Regions from separate parts of the Zea mays genome. Here region 2 is linked to region 1. The links are chromatin contacts, called in public Hi-C maps. All regions are on one chromosome and are shown on one strand. Each heading gives the region's core, a stretch centred on a gene start, on an enhancer-like site or on the middle of the called end of the contact. The rest is flanking DNA. Distances are from core to core; before and after follow the strand shown. Region 1 has its middle 40 kb from the start of LOC100275035. Region 2 holds the start of LOC542248 (alpha tubulin 5).

What was found. Hi-C and Micro-C count contacts between places; a contact is called where the count stands out from the background.
Region 2: a contact with region 1 is called in a Hi-C map of leaf mesophyll, with 2.1 times the contacts expected there. The contact joins the promoter of LOC542248 here to the enhancer-like site in region 1. A contact is called at or near these places in 9 of 25 Hi-C or Micro-C datasets (bundle sheath, ear, leaf and 2 more).

The regions. Positions count from the first base shown.
Region 1 is chr2:213,390,849-213,397,243 of Zm-B73-REFERENCE-NAM-5.0, reverse strand. It overlaps the pseudogene LOC103647768. Among protein-coding and RNA genes, the nearest start is that of LOC100275035, 40 kb to the left of the region's middle. Within about 2 kb of position 2,658, at least 5 of the 20 cell types and tissues checked have an H3K27ac peak or open chromatin away from gene starts, as enhancers often do. A contact at or near this core is called in leaf mesophyll, where this site is marked.
Region 2 is chr2:213,469,078-213,475,824 of Zm-B73-REFERENCE-NAM-5.0, reverse strand. LOC542248 (alpha tubulin 5) reads right to left here and starts at 3,334. Exons shown (of 5, transcript NM_001111854.1): 1 at 3,153-3,334; 2 at 2,063-2,277; 3 at 1,771-1,970; 4 at 642-1,150; 5 at 25-530. The coding sequence starts at 3,265. The coding sequence ends at 215.

The sequences.
Region 1 (6,395 bases), core at 1,409-3,908:
CGGGTATCGTAATTAGAGGTACCCCCAACACTCCTAAACACGGCTTGTAAACACCTTCAGAGCAAACCATGAAGGCTTACAGTTCGGGTCAAAGTCAAAGCTTCGTCTACCAAGGGACGCGATCTCGCCTCGCCCGAGCCCGGCCTCGGACGGGAACAGTGGTCCCGGACGAGTTCACGTCTCGCCCGAAGATCTCCTCAGGCAGTGAGCGCATCCACGGCTCAGCCAAAGGCATGCCTTGTCGTGCAAGCGACCTTGGTCAAATCGCCTTACCGGCCGACCGTATTGCATGCGCATTTAATACTGGGATCGCCTGACACCTTATCCTGACACGCGCGCCTCAGTTGGCAAGGTCGAAGTGACCGCAGTCACTGCACCCTTTCACTGACCGATCTGACAGGAGAGCAGCGCCGCCCGCCCCGCTCCGGTTGCTGTGCCAACCACCCGGGCGAAACCGGCAATGGCCAAGTTCAGCCTCGGGCGCAACAGGAAGCTCCGCCTCGCCCGACCCCAGGCCTCGGCCTCGGGAGGAGATCTCCGCCTCGCCCGACCCCAAAGCTCGGCCTCAGCCTCGGCTTCGGGAGGAGATCTCCGCCTCGCCCGACCCCAGGGCTCGGCCTTGGCCTCGGCCTCGGGAAGAGTCACGCCCTCGCCCGACCGTGGGCCTCGTTCCCGGCCTCAGCCTCGGAGGAGCCGCCGCCTCGCCCGACCTCAGGCTCAGATCGACCGCGCCACAAGGGACACATCATCACCCTACTCCTGGCTAGCTCAGGATACGAAGGAACAAGACCGACGTCCCATCGAGCTTACCCCGGTAACAGGCAATGATGGTTCCCCGCATGCGTCCATGACGTCGGTGGTTCTTAAACCCCCTACGGAAGCAAGGAGACGTCAGCAAGATCCATGCAGCGCCAACAGCTTTGCTTCTACAGGGCTCATGCACTTCTCCGACGGACACATTAACACGTGCGTAGTGACCAGGAACTTCCCCGCTGGCCACGTAGCGCATAGCTACATCCCCATTGCACAGCTGGGCCATCTCCTTATGACTATAAAAGGGGATGTCCAGGAAGGGGGGAGGGGAGGACAACATACAAGCATACGAACAACGTACGAACACACGGACGCACGGTAGGAGAGACGAGTAGACGCACGACAAAGGGACGGGAGAAGACGAGCAGGGCCGGACCCTCTCTCTCTCCCTCTCTCTCGCCCTCGCTCCCTCGCAACGCTTGTAACCCCTACTACGAGCACCCTGGTGCAGGATAATACAAGGCTTATTCCCCCACTTGTGTTCCATCTCGCACCAACCCATATAGGCAGGGGCACGCAACGACAAATTTACTCGTCGGTCCAGGGACCTCCCGGGTCCGAAACGCCGACATCCTGTGTGACACGTACTAAACTTTGGTCCCTAAATCAAACACCCCTTAACAAAACAACGGATGGCAACTAGTCAGCAATGAGAATGCCGCAAAGTCCAGCCTAGAGATGTACAATAGGATGGCAACTAGTCAGCAGATCTTAACAAAAACATAGTTTATATAAGGTGATGGAAGGGATTTTATTTATGGCGATGGAGGGATTTTATATATAGCGGATGATTTTATATATAGCGGCTGGGTGGCCGACTTCAACGGGTGGAAAGGGGGATTTTATATATAGCGGCTGATTTTATATATTCTTCCCAATATCTGCGTTCCAGTGTTAATTTAACATGGCTAAGCTAATGCATGTCAAGTGAAATTCAGAGGGCCACCCCTTCATCATTCTTGTTCTTGTCTGTTCAACGCCCCATCATTCTTTTTCTTATCTGTCCTTTTTCAGGTCAGGCCATGTTCTTCAGACTCCTATTCAACTTCAAGGTTGGGCGATGACAATTGCGAGTGAAGCAGAAAAAATAGTCATCCTGTACTTTGGACGTACTAGAGGAAATGTTTAGAGCTAGTTTAAAAACACCGTTTTCTAATGGATTCTTATTTTCTCAAGAGAAAAATAAACTAATTTCACTTGGTAAAATTAAAATCCTTGTGAAAATAAGGTTCCCAAGCTAACGCTTAATACCAGGTTACTCCTTCCCCTTTTTGCAGGTGACGGCGTGGTTTCGCATGAGCATATACAGAACTTTGTGACTCCATACTACTGTTCCTGTATTCTTTTGAATGTTTACTTTTTTTGGAAACTACATTTTATACAAATTTAATATATTCCTTTATTATCTTTTGAACAATCCAGGTTACCATCAAGAAGCATCCTTCAAGAAATACCAGCGCGCAGAATTTTTGGCTGTAGTACATATTTGGGACGCTCTTCAATTTCTGTGCAGGACTTCGATGCTGTCATGAACAAGTTAGTGAAGATTTTTTTTTTACTAGTGCTTCATTCATGTCACCTGTTACATGTCACATCGGTGCTGCATCAGGATCAGGCAAACACCGTCGCGGATGACTGAGTTGGCGGTAGGAGAGGTATGCGGACAAGGTTTGGTTTTAGTGGATCCTGTTGGGCCGGATTTGGCCTTGTAATCTCAATTGTTAGACTTTGTTAATCTCTGGTATTGGGCCGTATTGTGGCCGTGTATTCGTGGGCGGGTCAGCCACACGTATAAGAGGCAAATATCTGCGCTGAAGAAGGTATCGAAGAACAGAAACCAAATATCCATACCTCTGTCTGCTTCTCTTGCCTGTGTTCTTTTCCTTTCTTCTCTCTCCTCTCCGGTGTGATATTGACCATTTCATTTGAAATTTTGAATGCATCAGGTGCAGAGGCTTTTTCCATGGCTACTCGTTTATGACAATTTTGATGATTCGTAACCATGCTCTGAGTCTTAGGTACGAACGGTTGGATCATATTAGTTGTTTTCACTGTTGCCCTGCTGGACTTAGCTGCATCCTTCTTGTTTTTTTCCCAGTCAAATCAAATATTTATATTTGCTTTGCAGTAGAATTGCTGTATCAATGGTGATGGAATATGATGACAATGTTCTCAAGGTACTCGCTACTATCTTTTCAGTTACATGGGTGCGTAAACAATGGTCTGAATCTCAGCAGCTTATTTCGAGGTTAAATGAATGTATAGTAATCTAATCACTATCTTTTCTACAAACGCCAGTATGTTGGCTGTTGTCCCAACTGGGAGTTGTTATTTTGCAGCCCAATAGTAAATAGTAGCTTGTTCTAGGTAGAAAGTTCATTATTCAGTGGTATATCTTTGGTTGCCGGGGCAATTACAAATATTTAGTATATCAATTGCTCCAGTAGTAAAGTTTTTCTATGGTATATTTTGTGTTGTCCTAGTAATCAAATATTGAAATAGGATAATCATGAAACTACTCGTCAGTTTTATTTATAAGAAAATGTTGTTCATTGTTGTGGGAAAAAGGGGCAAAATAGAAAAGAAAGGAAAACTAACTGATGCTTTGCCAGCCGGGTGGACGACCGCGGACCGCGCACGCTCGAACCTTGCCGTCGCCGGCGGCCATGCTGCCCTTGGGGTGGGCCTCGCCGCGTCGCGCATCGCGCTGATGCCTTGGCGCCTTGCCGCCGTTGCACAGGTGCGCTGTGCGCTCGTATCTCTGGCCCACCGCTTTCCAAGCGCGTCCGCGCCGCCGTGTGTACTTGCATCCGGCCACGCTTGTCTATCTTCTGATCTTACACAGCACGAGAAATCATGCTGTACGAGCCAGAACTTACGTACAAAACCCCACTATAATAAAACCGGAATCCCGTTCGTCTAATCTTCTCACACAACACAACACAACACAGTTTCGTCGCAAAAACACCATGGAGACCAGCTGGCTCCTCCTCTCCGGCGCCCTCCTGCTTTCACTCCTCGTCCTGCGCCTCCACGCCAAGAACCGCCGCCTGCCGCCAGGTCCTCCGGCCGTGCCGCTATTCGGCAACCTGCTGTGGCTGAGGAACTCTGCGGTGCAAGTGGAGCCCCTCCTGCTGAAGCTCTTCAAGCGGTACGGCCCCGTCGTCACGCTCCGGATGGGCTCCCAACTGACCATCTTCGTGGCCGATCGCCGCCTCGCGCACGCCGCGCTCCTGGGCGCCGGCGCCGTCACGATGGCGAACAGGCCGCAGGCCGCCACGAGCTCGCTCCTGGGCGTCAGCGACAACATCATCACCCGCACCGACTACGGGCCCGTGTGGCGCCTCCTGCGCCGCAACCTCGTCGCCGAGACGCTGCACCCGTCGCGCGTCAGGCTGTTCGCGCCCGCGCGCGCCTGGGTGCGCGGCGTCCTCATGGACAAGCTGCGGGCGGGTGGTGCCGCCGGGGACGACGAGCCGCGCGACGTCATGGAGGCGTTCCGGTACACCATGTTCTGCCTCCTCGTGATCATGTGCTTCGGCGAGCGGCTCGACGAGCCCGCGGTGCGCGCCATCCAGGACGCCGAGCGTAAATGGCTGCTCTACATCTCCCAGCAGATGAGCGTCTTCTTCTTCTTCCCGTCCGTCACCAGGCACGTCTTCCGCGGCCGCCTGCAGACCGCGCGCGCCCTGCACCGGCGCCAGACGGAGCTCTTCGTGCCGCTGATCAACGCTCGGCGCGAGTACAAGCGGCTCGCCAAGGACGGCCAGGCGCCGGAGAGGGAGACCACGTTCCAGCACTCGTACGTGGACACCCTGCTCGACATTACGCTCCCCGACGAGGAGGGCCACCGCCCGCTCACCGACGACGAGATCGTCAGGCTCTGCTCCGAGTTCTTCACCGCCGGCACCGACACCACCTCCACGGGCCTGCAGTGGATCATGGCCGAGCTGGTAAAGAACCCGGCCGTCCAAGATCGGCTCTACGCGGAGATCAAGGCTACATGCGGCGATGGCGACGCCGAGGCGGTCTCGGAGGAGGCCGTGCACGGGATGCCAATATGCCATACCTTAAGGCGGTGATCCTGGAGGGACTGCGCAAGCACCCGCCGGGCCACTTCGTGCTGCCGCACAAGGCTGCGGAGGACATGGACGTCGGCGGTTACCTGATCCCCAAGGACGCGACGGTGAACTTCATGGTGGCAGTGATGGGACGGGACGAGCAGGAGTGGGAGAGGCCGATGGAGTTCGTCCCGGAACGGTTCCTGGAGGGCGGCGACGGCGCGGAGGTGGACTTGACGGGAATCAAGGGGATTAGGATGATGCCGTTCGGCGTGGGGCGGAGGATCTGCGCCGGAATGTCTATCGCCATGCTGCACCTCGAGTACTTCGTGGCCAGCATGGTGAGGGAGTTCGAGTGGAAAGAAGCGCCCGGCCACGAGGTGGAGTTCGACGAGAAGCGCGAGTTCACCACCGTCATGAAGAAGCCGCTGCGCCCGCGTCTCGTGCCAAGGAGTTGATCGGACATAAGACTTCAATAGTGAACTTTTTGGACAAATTAATAAAGTAGACGGTCTAGCAGCTCGTCTAATAGCAGATCATGGAGTTACTAAAATATACTACACCTAAATTAGTGTCTTGTTCTTGTTTTCTACATTATTTTTAACTTTTCTTTTCTAATAATGTAATTTATTTCCTGAAATACATGATTTAGTGTTTAACGATTGAAGCTCAATTTTTTTTGTTCTCTAAGAGTAATTCTAAGAGGTGCCGCATATCAATGCCAATAGCGTTTTTAGCTTCCAAACTCCATCATTCTCGCCTCCAAGAGACTGCTATTTCTTTCCCCATTTTTTTGGCTTCCCACAAAGGCAACTGTTGGGGGCCTTCGTCCTCCGAAGGTCCTCAACAATATAACTTAACAATGTTTTTCAAGTATGGTTTATGGACAGATATCTTCGGATTTATGATAAAAGCATACACGATAAGGAGCTTGATCGTGACGAAGGTTGTCGTCGCTCCGAAGCTGTGCGGAAGGGAGCTTCGGCTAAATCGCAGAAAAGGGAACCGACTTAAAAGGGAAAAGTTTGTTCAGTCCTCATAGATTTTTTATAAGCCAATAGTAAATGTAAAGGGCATAATTATAATTTCCCATAGGTTGTGTCCTGTGTCTATAAATAGATGAACAGTACCCCGTACTGTTCATGCGGACTTGTACTCATTTTTGCGTCACGCTTGTACTTTCATTCTCTGTCAAGCTGAAGGTACGAATGTAATTCAATATTGTCATCATTTATTTATGATTATATAATAAGAAATGTGTATGATAATGTTATACGTTTGTTTACATTATCCCTTATGTTTTACATGTCTCATTCGCCCTTGGCATGTATATATATATACTGTCTTTATATATTACACCTGGGTGCATTCAATATAGAGAATGCACCCAGGCCGAACCTACGCGCCAGGTCCGAGCCAACCGTCCCACCTAGGCCGTCTTCGTCCCTCCCGCACGCTCCCGACAGAACCTTTTCACTTTCCCGCCCACGCCCCTCTTTCTCCGCGAACGGCTCAACCTCT
Region 2 (6,747 bases), core at 2,085-4,584, 78 kb before region 1:
CATTATAGCATATACACCGAAATTGGACGAATAGCGTTGCAAACCAAAGAAGGATGATATGAACAATCATGGCCAATAGGGGGCTACGAACAATTTACTACATAGTACAAAATGGAAACACACAGCAGCAGTATCCAATGGAGTGGAACCATAGAGTATATACTCAAAATAACCCAACCATTAACCACCAGAGAACTACTTATTAGCCAGCTACTCAATAGTCGTCTCCCTCGTCACCCTCATCATCGGCACCCTCTGCACCGACTTCCTCATAGTCCTTCTCAAGAGCAGCCAAGTCCTCACGGGCTTCTGAGAACTCACCCTCTTCCATACCCTCACCGACATACCAGTGAACGAATGCACGCTTGGCGTACATAAGGTCAAACTTGTGGTCGATGCGTGAGAACACCTCGGCAACGGCGGTGTTGTTGCTGATCATGCACACGGCACGCTGGACCTTTGCCAGGTCACCTCCAGGGACAACAGAGGGTGGCTGATAGTTGATGCCACACTTGAATCCAGTGGGGCACCTGTGTGGCGACAGCATAATTGAATTAGTTACCACTTACCATCGCGAATCAAGTGACAAGCATGTGATATCATAGAATAAGCACAACTCAAATGCGACAAAGACATCTTACCAGTCCACAAACTGGACAGTTCTCTTGGTCTTGATGGTTGCAACTGCAGCGTTGACATCCTTAGGAACAACATCACCGCGGTACATCAAGCAGCAAGCCATGTACTTTCCGTGCCTTGGGTCACACTTGGCCATCATGCTTGAGGGCTCAAATACAGCATTGGTGATTTCAGGCACAGAGAGCTGCTCATGGTAGGCCTTCTCAGCAGATATTACAGGGGCATATGAGGAAAGCATGAAATGAATACGTGGGTATGGAACAAGGTTGGTCTGGAACTCAGTAACATCCACATTGATAGCCCCATCAAACCTCAGGGAGGTGGTAAGTGATGATATGATCTGTGAGATCAGCCTGTTCAAGTTGGTATAGGTTGGCCTTTCGATGTCAAGGGACCTCCTGCATATGTCATAGATAGCCTCGTTGTCCAGGAGGACTGCAACATCAGTGTGCTCGAGCAAGGAGTGGGTCGAGAGGACACTGTTGTATGGCTCTACAACAGCTGTTGACACCTGCATTCCAGAGTGGCGTTACATGAAAAGTTAAATGATGGATCAGATCCAAATTCATCGAACATCTCTACCCACTTTCCCCACAACAGCTAAGATGCAGAAAACCTACTCACATGAACAAGCTGAATGGACCACATCACATGGACAGGAAGGAGCAGCACTATAGGATAATGCTGGCACATATGCAATGCATGATTTAAAGACACTCATAAAGAAGACCTGAAGACTGTGACAGCTGTAAGACTGTGACAGCTGTACTAACCATGGTCTAAACAATATACAAGAAGGTCCTCACTAACCATAAGTTCACAACAGTTGCTTGTTTTGTCCACACATGATTTAAATAATGCTAGGCTGATCCAATAATCAGTGTCTGTCTGTAATTTAGAAGGCAAGGACAGTGCCACCAAATTGCATAATCCGTAGATTAATTTACATATAAAACAATTTCATGTTGGGTGTATAAATATAAATTGCCGACCTAATACTTCATGTATGTTTTACAATTCTCATATACTTAAGCCAAACTCCTTTTGGAAAGAATAATTATATGAATACATTTTTGTGTGACATCCACAGAAACTAGGTTGCTAATGTAAGGTTCTGTCATAAGGTCATACCTGTGGGGAAGGATAAATGGTGAAACCAAGCTTAGACTTCTTGCCATAATCAACTGAAAGGCGCTCCAACAGCAGTGAACCAAGTCCAGAGCCAGTACCACCACCAACAGCATTGAACACCAAGAATCCCTGCAGCCCAGTGCAGTTGTCTGCAAGCTTGCGCACACGGTCCAGGCATAGATCGACAATCTCCTTCCCAACTGCATTGCACCATAATTAGAATTGAACATTTCCACAGTTGCAGAAGCATAGGACCCACTCCTATTATCTATTCAGACACAAGGTGAATTACCCGTGTAGTGGCCACGGGCAAAGTTGTTAGCTGCGTCCTCCTTCCCCGAGATGAGCTGCTCTGGGTGGAAGAGCTGGCGGTACGAGCCAGTGCGAACCTCGTCGATGACAGTGGGCTCAAGGTCGACGAAGATGGCCCTGGGCACATGCTTGCCGGAACCAGTCTCGCTGAAGAACGTGTTGAAGGCATCATGTGCGACGCCAACCGAGGAATCACTGCATCACAATCAAACCAGTGTTATAAAAAATAGATAGCATGGAACTCCAATAAGGCACGAACCATTGGCATATGCGCTTAAAGAGAATTTATAGCCTATGAAACCTGCCTCCTTGGGGTCCTAAACAGGATTTTTTCTATTATCAGGCGGAGCAGCATTAGGGCAATTTTCTATGGTACTACAAGATCAGGCAAACAGAGAAGGGTGCTACTTTTAACAGAGGGTCAGATGAAACTCGTGAATCCAGGGAGATCCATGGTCTGACACTCATCAGAACATCCCAGTTAAATTATTTATTTAGATGACATCCCTGCAGATTCAATTCTTCAGATCTTGCGCCTTACATACAGAGTTGGAAACCCTATCTGTCCCCAAGCACACAAGAATTAACGTGAGCTCCTCTACACGACCTCAACGCATCCTTCTGTGGCGCCTGCCTAATTAACAGGCCTAGTATTAATAGTCAAAAAAAACGCTAACGCAAACTCTTAATTAGGAAACGTTGCATCTGGTCCGGCTCATGCAATCTCTCAACAACCGGCAAAATGCACCAAAACCCAACAGACAACAACAACACATCCCACCCAACAAACAAATCCAGTCGCAAAGGACCAAACTGCGAGTGCAACGGAAAGGAACAGACGAACCAAAAATACGAAACGGATATGGAAGTACCATCACTACACCTACACGTCCCGTCATTTGCTCCGACTAATTGGAAGAAAACAACGCAGCGAATCTAGGAAATGCGACGCATGAGCACGCCAGAATTTTGAGGCGCCGGCTCCATAGAACGCGCAACAGCTTTAAGCTGCAAAAAATGGGTAAACAGGAGGAGCGCGTCGGGCGGATCGACAGGGATGCAGCACTCACCTGGGCATGGTGCCATCGTGCTCGATGCCGTGCTCGAGGCAGTAGAGCTCCCAGCAGGCGTTGCCGACCTGGATCCCGGCCTGGCCGATGTGGATGCTGATGATCTCCCTCATCTTGTTCGCCCGTCTGCGTCTGCCCTTCCTCCCTCTCCGCGCGCCGCGGTTTCTCTTGCCTTGGGCAGGGGCCTCCCTCCAATCTCTCCCTCTGTCTCTCTCTCTCTCTCCTTCCAAAATGTGTGAGATCGGGCGATAAAAAAGGGGGCGGAGGAGAGAGGGAGCCAGGGGAGGGGGGGTGCACTGGCGAGGAAACTGGAAACGGTTGCTTTTGCAACAGCCAGCGCTGTTTCGTGGGCGTTGTTCACGTGAGCCGGCCGGCCGGCCCGCCCGCTGCTGCCGTCCGTTAACGTGAACGCGGTATGAAAGGATCAAAGAATTAAGAATGCTAGGTGGACCATTGCAATGTTTGTACTGGATTTTATTGTTTTTACATTGTTTTTTGTCTCTATAAATTACAACTACAGCAATACAAACAATCGCCTTTAATCTAAAACGACCAATTGGTAGTCATAATTACATGCTTATTTTCTTGGTCAAAAAACTATATGCACTTTCTTAAAAAAAAGATCATAACCAAATGGATGGTTTAGAGTCGTGGTATGTATTCAGCCTCATATGTACAAATAACAAATGATAAGATAGGCTGATGGTAGCTAATCACAGTGCCTTGGTGTCTATAGCAGTCGTCAGTAGGTCACCATAGCTGACACGGCGGGTCTAATCCGGCTAACTGACAGGACAAGTGTTGCGACAATTTTTTACGCGGTCCTTAGATCTCCTATTTTAAGCCTATCTCACACTTATTTTAAACTTTTTTTAATAATAAACTACGGTTTAGCATCCTATTTTTCACACTCCATCCGTGGATAGTGGTGTGTGCATTGCCGGCCTGGGCCCTCTTCGGCTTGGATGCATCCAGACCGGGTGTAGGATATAGGCTGGCCGGGTGGGCGCCGCCATGGACCATGCGATGCGCCAAGGTGTCAGGCCAGCGCCGGCACGTGGGGTGCCAGCCACTCAGGTGAGCTGGGTCAGGCTGTCCGTCGCACCTCATGAAATAGTAGTACTCTATCGATTTGGAGTACACGATACAGCATAAAAAAGCTGCACCGAGTTCACCATATGGTCGTCAAAAATACATTTTATAAACACAGTACAATATACAATGTAAAATAATGCAAAACGGTATTTTTATTGACTATATAGGTGCAAAGTACATTAGTTCATCCATATAGTCACCAAAAACATCTTTTGCATTATTTTGTATTCTAGATTGTGTTGTCTGTAGACTGTAGTTTAAATATGGGTATAAGTATAAGTAAGCTGTTGGAGATTATCTAAGCTACCGTAAAATAGAGGTAGTCACAAAAACGCTATTTACGAGTGCGTTGCACTTAAGGCATGTCTGGTTCGTGGCTAACTATGTCACACTTTAACTAAGGTTAGTCGTCTGAATTGAAAAACCTTAGTTAGAAAAAATTAGGCAAAATATGGTAAGTTGGGCAACGAACCAAACATACTCTATCTCACTTAGGGCAGCATGTGCATGGGCATGTATATGTGATTGGTGAATTAAAAAGAATTGAAAATAATAATATGTGATAGTTGAAGTAAAGTTGAGATATAAAATAAATATGGTCGTGTAGAATTATAAGATAAAGTAAAAATATTGCTGACAATGATAGAATATTCTTTTCATGTGGACGCCAGCGTGACCGTCTCAGACTACCTTCAGCACTCCTCTCTAAATTTTACCCTCTATATCCAACTGGTGTGCCATGTTATTACCCTCTCTCCCCCCTAACCTTTGTGGCGATTCCCCCTAGAATATCTCTCTAAACCTCATCATACCAATAAAATATACATTTCCTTCAACTAATTCAACCACCATCCGTTCCTTCTTAACTTTATTTTTAATTATATAGTTTCACTGTTTTATTGTTGTACTATTGTGGTACGTGAATAACGATGACAAACTAACTCGTAAAATATTAACCGATTATCCGAACAAACTAAATAGCATATCAACAACTATTATCACGTAACCAGTATATGGCAGATTCTACACAATATACATTAGGTACAGTTTGGATTAGAGATGGTAATGGGTACGAGTATGGATAAATAACCGCGGATAATTATCCACTGGGTATGAGTATAATGAAATTTGCGAGTATGGATATAATAAAGTACTCGCTGATAATATGTTTCGCGGGTATGGATATCCAGTATTCATACCCATTATCCGATAGGTATCTGACATGTGGACCATCTTAATTTAATACATTATCCTAAATTTCCATTTTTTCAATTTTTTCATCCATGACAAGTTGTTTGGTGCTAAAATTAACATTTGATGCTGCTTAAATGATAAAACTTTTGAAATATGATAAAATTATTGTTTGGTGTTGAATACAAAATTATAGTGGGCAGACGGGTAATGGGTACAGCGGATACCCGATGGGTATGGGTATGGGTACAGATCCATACCCACAAACATATACGGATATGGGTATGGATTAAGTTTTGTCTCGTGGGTATGGGTTCACGAACCATATATCAGTGTCTTACCCGTCCGATGTCATTCCTAGTTTGTATTGCTACAATCAAAACTATATATGGAACAAGGAACATGCTTAAAAAGATTGGTTGGGAGCTTCCTGCACGAGTCGGAAGAACAAGAACTCGTCGACATCGGACGGGAGCGACGGGGAGTACGACGCGCATAACTGGATGTCGGAGGAGACCGACACGGTGGGCGACTCCAAATGTTCGACGTCGGTGGCGAGTCGTGGATAGGTCGACGTGCAGCACTGGGCACCGGAGGCGAGCGGCGACGAGAAAGACTCCTAGTGCCGGGCGTCGGAACCGACCGGTGGGGAAGATGACGCATAGTGCTCGGCCTCAGAGGCGTGGTGATGGAGAGGACGACGCACAGTGACGGCTGAATATAGCGGTCCCTCAAATATGAGGGGAGAGAGACGGTCACCCGTGGCGTGCAGGGAAGGGTAGGGGACAACATTGTAGGGGAAGGAGTGTTTGCCGCTAGATTGAGAGTAGGAAGACGCTCGCCCACTAGGGGCCGTTGTTTGGTTACGGACACCAGGAGTGGATTCAAAATATTTGGAGTCCAGGTGTTTTTTTTAAAAAAAAATCACAATTAATGGAGTGTGTGGTTCATCAACAAGAGGTGATGTTCTGTGCATATTTTTTTCCCGGAATCAATTTCTCAACCGGATGCGCTACGGAAACCGGCATCAATGTGAAATGCAGCTACTCGTGGCCTAGCTAGCTAGCTAGCTAGTATATCTTGTCAGTCGTCAGTCTCGTCGCACAGCTTCCGTGGCGAGCGGCCGTAGCTCGTTTGTCAAGCTACTTGACTTTTGCAAACGTCCGGTGCGAGTTTTGGCAGTTGGCATACGCCACATGCTAAATCCTGTCACGTACTCCTGCTGCTTACCGAACTTCCCGTCCGTTTCCAGCGACTCGCCGGACCGGAGACGGGGATGCGGCGCACGGGTGGGGTGATGGTACGTGAT